Linked DNA regions of Hordeum vulgare: region 2 is linked to region 1. A link is a contact called in public Hi-C data. All regions are on one chromosome and are shown on one strand. Each heading gives the region's core, a stretch centred on a gene start, on an enhancer-like site or on the middle of the called end of the contact. The rest is flanking DNA. Distances are from core to core; before and after follow the strand shown.

Region 1 (3,284 bases), core at 94-2,593:
AATAATTTGAATCTTAGTTTAGTGCACTAATTGCAGCATGATTGACTGTTCGTGTACCTTGAAATACTAATCTACAAATGGAACATCAACCTCACATGACTAGTACATGCTTCCAGCCATAAACAAAAAACATAACATCTCCCAATGTCTCACCTGGTGTAGTAGCATGTGGGTGAAGTACCGTTATATGACCCAAAACGGCTAAAGTTCTAGCCAAGTGTGGTGGCGCACAGAAGCATGCAGAACTACCTCTTGCATGTAACATCCACATTTAGAAACCGACCCCTCTGAATAAATCCACCCAATAAATGTTTATGGGCATTTGTTTAATTCCTGCCAAAAATTACTACACCCTGACCTGCACTCCACATCAATGCTGAACTCATCTCTCGTCCATTTTCACTACAGTATTATTTTTTGCTGTCACATTTAGGGGGTGTTTGTTTCCAGAGACTTTTTGGTATAGGGACTAAAAAAAGTCTCAAAAAGTCCCATGTGAAACAAACAGGAGGGACTTTTAGGGACTAAAAGAAGGTATTTGGGACTATTTGGAGAAGTCCCTCTGGAAGGGTCTTTTTGAGACTTTTTGTCACTTTTTTCAACAATGCCCCTACTTTTAGCATGTCATTTAATAACTACTACTACATTACTAAGGGTAACATGGTCTTTTTGCCTGTCATTTAATGACCTCTAGTCCCTGGAAACAAACGGGTAGGGACTATGGACTTTTAAGTTGGGACTAAAAAAAAATTCCGGGACTTCTGAATAACAAAGAGGGTGCTTGGATACGTTTTAGTCCCATGACTAAAAGTAGTGAGACTAAAACTTGCTAGCCTCACCTATGCTTGGATCCAAGTACTAAAGAGACTAAAATCAAGTTAATGAGCATTTATTATCCTCCAAACTGTCCAATCCAGAACTTGCATGAGGAGTTAAATGAGGAGAGAGAGGGCTAATGCACATTTTAGTAAGGGTACCCCTGACTAAAAGATTTTAGCCTCAAGACTAGTTTTAGCCTCTCTTTAATCAGGGGTGCTTGAAACTTTAGCCTCTTAAAAAGACTAGCTTTAGTCAGACTAGTTTTAATCTCTTGGATCCAAACACCCTTTTTGAGGAGCATAGAAGAATAGGCCCACACGGAGCGTCCGCAGAGGATGAGAGGGGAGCCGGCCACGTCGAAAACAACAAGTAGGCACAAGCAAAGTTCCATTTACCAAAAAGCAAAAGGAAAAACAACCGCAGCTTTGGCCATGGTGGCCTTTCTCGGCTTTTCATTTTTTTGCGGTTTTGCTCCTCCAGCCCCACTACCCCCACATTCCTCCAACCCCCTGCTTCTCGTCTCCTTCCCTTCCTCGCACAGTTCCGCCCTCCCCCCCGTCCCCGTGCGTGCTCCGCCTCCTCTGCTCCGCGCGCGGCTCACGCCAATGCTGTGCCGCCTCCGGTCGAACCTGCCCCCCGCGCTGCTCCTTTGACCTCCCGTAAAAAAAGCCTCCAGGGCTCCAGATATATCCCACCTAATCCCCCCCGTCCCACCCCGTCCCCGTCCCCTGCCGGTTTCTGCACAGTCCGAGAATTCAAGAACGTCCCGGCAGCGCCAACTCCCAACTCCCCGCAAGGCACAGGGCAGTGCACTCCGGAGCGCGGACAAACAGGGCCGATCGAGCGGTGGAGGACGAGAGGAGAGGAGAGGGGCCCGGATGAAGAGCTCCCCTTCCATGGACCCTGAGGCCGCGGCCGCCCGGGGCACCCCGCCGGAGAACACGGTATGGCCGCCGGAGTTACGTTTCTTGCGGTTCTTGACAACCTCGATCGCCTTGCCGGCCGTCGTCTTGGCTGAATGTGCTTTTTATTTTTATTTTTTTCTGATGATGTTTGTCGCGCGTTCTTGGCTCTGTGGCAGGAGGGGAGGCGGGGAGAGGGGAAGAAGAGGCTGCCGTGGCGGATGACCCTGAGCCTGGCGTACCAGAGCCTCGGGGTGGTGTACGGCGACCTGAGCACGTCGCCGCTCTACGTCTACAAGGCGGCGTTCGCGGACGACATCCAGCACTCGGAGACCAACGAGGAGATCCTCGGCGTGCTCTCCTTCGTCTTCTGGACGCTCACCCTCGTGCCGCTCCTCAAGTACGTCTGCGTCGTGCTCCGCGCCGACGACAACGGCGAGGGCGGCACCTTCGCGCTCTACTCCCTCCTCTGCCGCCACGCCCGCGCCGCGCTCCTCCCGCCGGGCCGCGGCGCCGAGCCCGGGGACGAGGACCAGTTCTCCGACGCCGCCGGCGCCACCGCCAAGAAGTACCTCGAGTACGACAATGCCGACGCGCTGGGCGGGCGTGGCGGGGGCGCCGCCGCCAGCGTCAGGCGGGTGCTGGAGCGCCACAAGGTGCTGCAGCGGGTCCTGCTCGTGCTGGCGCTCGTCGGCACCTGCATGGTCATCGGCGACGGCGTCCTCACGCCGGCCATCTCCGGTGCGTCTTCTTGCCAAATCGCCGCACAAGATGCTCTTAATCCGGATCCAACAGTGGAGCGCTAGTACTATTTTTGGATGGTTTGTTACGATGTGGATTGCTGATTTGGAGATCGTGGCTCTCTTGTTTCTGCAGTTTTCTCCGCGGTGTCCGGGCTGGAGCTGTCCATGGAGAAGGGGCATCACAAATGTAAGGATCCAATCGTGGCCATGGCCCTCTTTCCTTTCTATTGCTTTGGATTCAGAACAAGGCAGATTTGTCTTCCCTGCCCCATCACACACTGTTTCTTCTTTCTTGAGTCAAGGTCTGAACTAGATGACCCAGGTCCACTCCATGAGTTGTGCAGATCCAGTTGTGAATTGCTTCCCTGTTTGGTCATTAATTTTATGCCAACCACTGCTTTTTTACCTGGAAGATTTACCTAGCAATGGTAGATAATGTGGCGATCCGGGTTGTCGGTTAACCGGTCGAATGATACAGTGGGTGGTGAAAGTTATCTGCAAGGACATGAACGAATTGGCTTAACCACCGGCCGATGAAACAGTGGATGGTGAAAGTTAACTGCAAGGACATGGACCAATTGGCTTAGCCAACTCTGATGATCAGTTGGGTGCCAAAGATGTAGCAATGTTTGTGCAGTACTTCAGTTCAGTTTCGGCAAAGTACTTGACAGACATGATCACAGGCAGGGATGTGTGGGTACCAAATAAGGCACTACTGTAACTAGTCATCGCATGCCTAACAGTTGTTATGAATAGGAAAATGAACTATTTTCCTCACCATTCATAGCTCCAACTAACGGTACTTTCCGTGTGCTAATGG
Region 2 (3,201 bases), core at 88-2,587, 170 kb after region 1:
GCCCTGGCTTCGGCTTCCTGAATCTATGCACAATTTCAACACTGGCTGTAGGCTGTAGCTTCATGAAAAAACAACGAAGGTAGGAAGTATGTTCCATTAACATATCCATCATCGCAGATTCACAACCTGGTAGCAACGCTGGTGCGCATCACAACCTTAATTTTCCTGCATATAAACGGAGCCACGGTAGGTACTACAGCCGTGCCATCACGAATACGAATCATTATGGTACGATGCAAACAACAAGCACAAGTTGACATTCCATTCCATGCCAGGTTGCAAACCAGGACACGGCCACGACAGATTCATAGTTCTCCAGAAACTTCGCAAAGCTACGCTGCACTACTCAGTACTCGCCACCGCACATCGAGGTGACAGCAGCAGCAGCAGCAAAGACAGTCCGCCGCTGCCGCACCGATTATTATTATTCAGGGAAAAACGAAGCAAAAAAGGCCTTCATCAGGAAACAGAGGACGAACCGAGCCGATGGCGATGACTCGACGGGCATGGCGAGGGCGGAGGGGTGTCGCGGCTCAGGCCTCAGAGCGCCTTGAGCATGTCCTCGGCGCTGCTGTTGGTGAAGGCGCCGCCTTCCTCGAGGTTGAGCACCTTGACGACGCCGTCGTCGGCGAGCAGCGCGTAGCGGCGCGACCGGACGCCGAGCCCCACAGGCTTGTCCGACAGGTCCAGCTCCACGCCCATGGCGCGGGTCAGCTCGCCGTTGCCGTCCGACAGGAGCAGCACCTCGTCGCCGACGCCGAGGCTCTCCTTCCACGCGCGCATCACGAAGGCGTCGTTGACGGAGACGCAGGCGACGGTGTCCACCCCCTTGGCGCGCAGCTCCCCGGCCCTGGCCACGAACCCCGGGAGGTGCTTCTGGGTGCAGGTGGGCGTGAAGGCGCCTGGGACCGCGAAGAGGACCACCTTCTTCCCCGCGGTGAGATCGCGGACCGTCACCGTCTTCAGCTCGCCGTCGGGGGAGTCGAAGTAGGAGAGCGTCGCGTCCGGGAGCCGGTCGCCGACCGCGATGGCCGTCGCGGCGGCCGGGGACGCGGTCGCGGAGACGGCCCGCGTCGCCGCGCGGGGCAGGGGCCCGGCGCGGAGGGGCGCGAGGCGGCGGGCGGAGAAGGAGAGGGAGGAGGAGGGGCCGCGCGAGAGGAGCGCGCGCCTGGCCCCCGCGGCGGCGGCGGTGGCCGAGAGGGTGGCGAGGGCGGAGGTGGCCATGGAGATGGAGATGGAGGGAGGCGGCTAGGTGTTCGAGGGAATGCGTTGTCTGTTGTTGTTTGACTTGGGGGCGAGCGAGGCTAGGGTGGGGGATTTGGGGAGCGTGAGTCCGACTCCGAGCGGCGGGGGTTGGCCCTATGTGGGGTGAGGTGGGGGGTGGGTGGAGAAAGCACGGCGGCAGGAGGTGGCTTTTGCCTATTGCTTTGCTGGGCAAGAACAATTTCTCTATCAAGAGAACGTTCATCTGTCCTTTTCTAAAAATTTTAACAAAATGAAATAAATAGTAGACAAAATCTGGAGGTTGACGGATTGTTTGTTCAAAAATGTAGAGCTCATTTCGTGAATTTGTACAAAGACGAGACGAGACGAGGTGAATTTCATGGGGTGGGTCCGCTTCCACAATTAACCCCGACCACTAGCGGCCACGTACTTGTAGCGCCAGTTGATACCAAAAGGAATGGAAGATGATGGCACTGCATGTTAAGTTTCTCATTCCATGATTCGTAGCTCGTACAGATGATAAGCTTGTATAGATGAATCTGCAGAGTTCAGACTCTGTATTTGCAGGAGTATGTTCTTTTCCCACAAGGATCGATCATCATTGCCTCATTGGCCAAATCTGCAGTTTGGTAAGTAGTTGCTGGTTCGTGTGATCTAAATAACACGAAATAAATGGTCCGGAGAAACGTCTCATAAAGATACTTTCAATCTCATCAGGACGAGTCTACTCTGCCAGTAATTTTCCACTTGAGCACTTCTCGACACAAAGCAGCGTTTTGTTCAACTTTGGTAAGGGGCTTGATCAGCAGTTTTGATGTTCCGCGAAACCAGAGATACTCTGAAACTGAAAGCAAGGAAAGAGACATGTCAAAACCTTTCTAGCCTTCTCTTCATTTTCAGAAATAACTGAAAAATAGATTACAAACCTCAATTTCCTTCAGAGTAAATATAAGGGTGAAAATGGACTGCTTGATAAGATGACTGGTATCAGGGGTAAGCATACAAGACTTCAACCATCTGCAGGGCAGCATATGTATAATAAGTAAAACAACAAAGAATGAAGCTTCCACCATAATATTTGCAATCCATGCATACACTAAAAGGTGCAGAGAAAGCAGAAACTGCAGGTGCTGGGATTTTCAGAAGCTTCTTTCCCACAAAATTTTGGGTCCAGTTTTAGCTCTTCAGAATCTGAATAAAGTTTAGCCAGCATTACTTAATTTCAAATTGATGAGGATATTTATTAGCACAAGTAATACTCTTCGACAGTAAATCACCGGATGCATCAGCCAGTCTCCACACCCTGCACCAGATCACTATCACGCGCCTCCGTCAGCAAAGGCTGAACTTCTTCAGCTAAGGCATCAATCTATTCCATCACTAACATTTACGTCGGCGCACATGACATTTAATGGCACAAGCAGTGGCAACAATTTTCTCTTTTTTTCGCTGATAAGTTAAGATTCAGAAAACTGCATATATGGAGGAAGCATCAGACACTGCCTTGCTTTTCCAAACAGAGAAGAAAAGCCCAACATCAAATTCCAACTAAGAGGAAGGGATATGCGATAAGAGATATGACCGAGCAGTTCAACCAAGTTCTACGGAAGTATGGACAAGTTGGATCAATTTTGCCTGAGTTAAAACTTAAGCATTTTCAATATGACTATTTACTGATGCCACAGACAGACCATGTATCTAGTATGCATGCCCATGTCAAATCAAATGTAGACAGAAAAGCATGCTGACACTTAGGACTGAGTTTGAACGGTCATAAAGCTAGGACACGATCTGTTCCATGACATAAGCTATATGTGGCATAATATATCACAGGTTGCAAACTGTTACAAAAGTATTGGTTAGAAGAATGTACCTGTCAAAGGAGAGGTTGTGCTTCTTCCATTATCAATGTAACTTTTTCTGGGACTAAAGGCTTTGTTGTTGTTAAGCTTTTCTGAACACCATTTTCCTCTCTTC

What was found. Hi-C and Micro-C count contacts between places; a contact is called where the count stands out from the background.
Region 2: a Hi-C map of leaf shows a contact between it and region 1, with 4 times the contacts expected there. The contact joins the promoter of LOC123411553 here to the promoter of LOC123407976 in region 1. A contact is called at or near these places in 2 of 6 Hi-C or Micro-C datasets (leaf and seedling).

Annotation. Positions count from the first base shown.
Region 1 is chr7H:546,238,774-546,242,057 of MorexV3_pseudomolecules_assembly, forward strand. LOC123407976 (potassium transporter 10-like) reads left to right here and starts at 1,344. Exons shown (of 10, transcript XM_045101219.1): 1 at 1,344-1,763; 2 at 1,901-2,462; 3 at 2,598-2,651. The coding sequence starts at 1,698.
Region 2 is chr7H:546,411,973-546,415,173 of MorexV3_pseudomolecules_assembly, forward strand. It overlaps LOC123411553 (peroxiredoxin-2E-1, chloroplastic-like), which reads right to left and starts at 1,338. Exons shown (of 1, transcript XM_045104518.1): 1 at 208-1,338. The coding sequence starts at 1,224. The coding sequence ends at 541.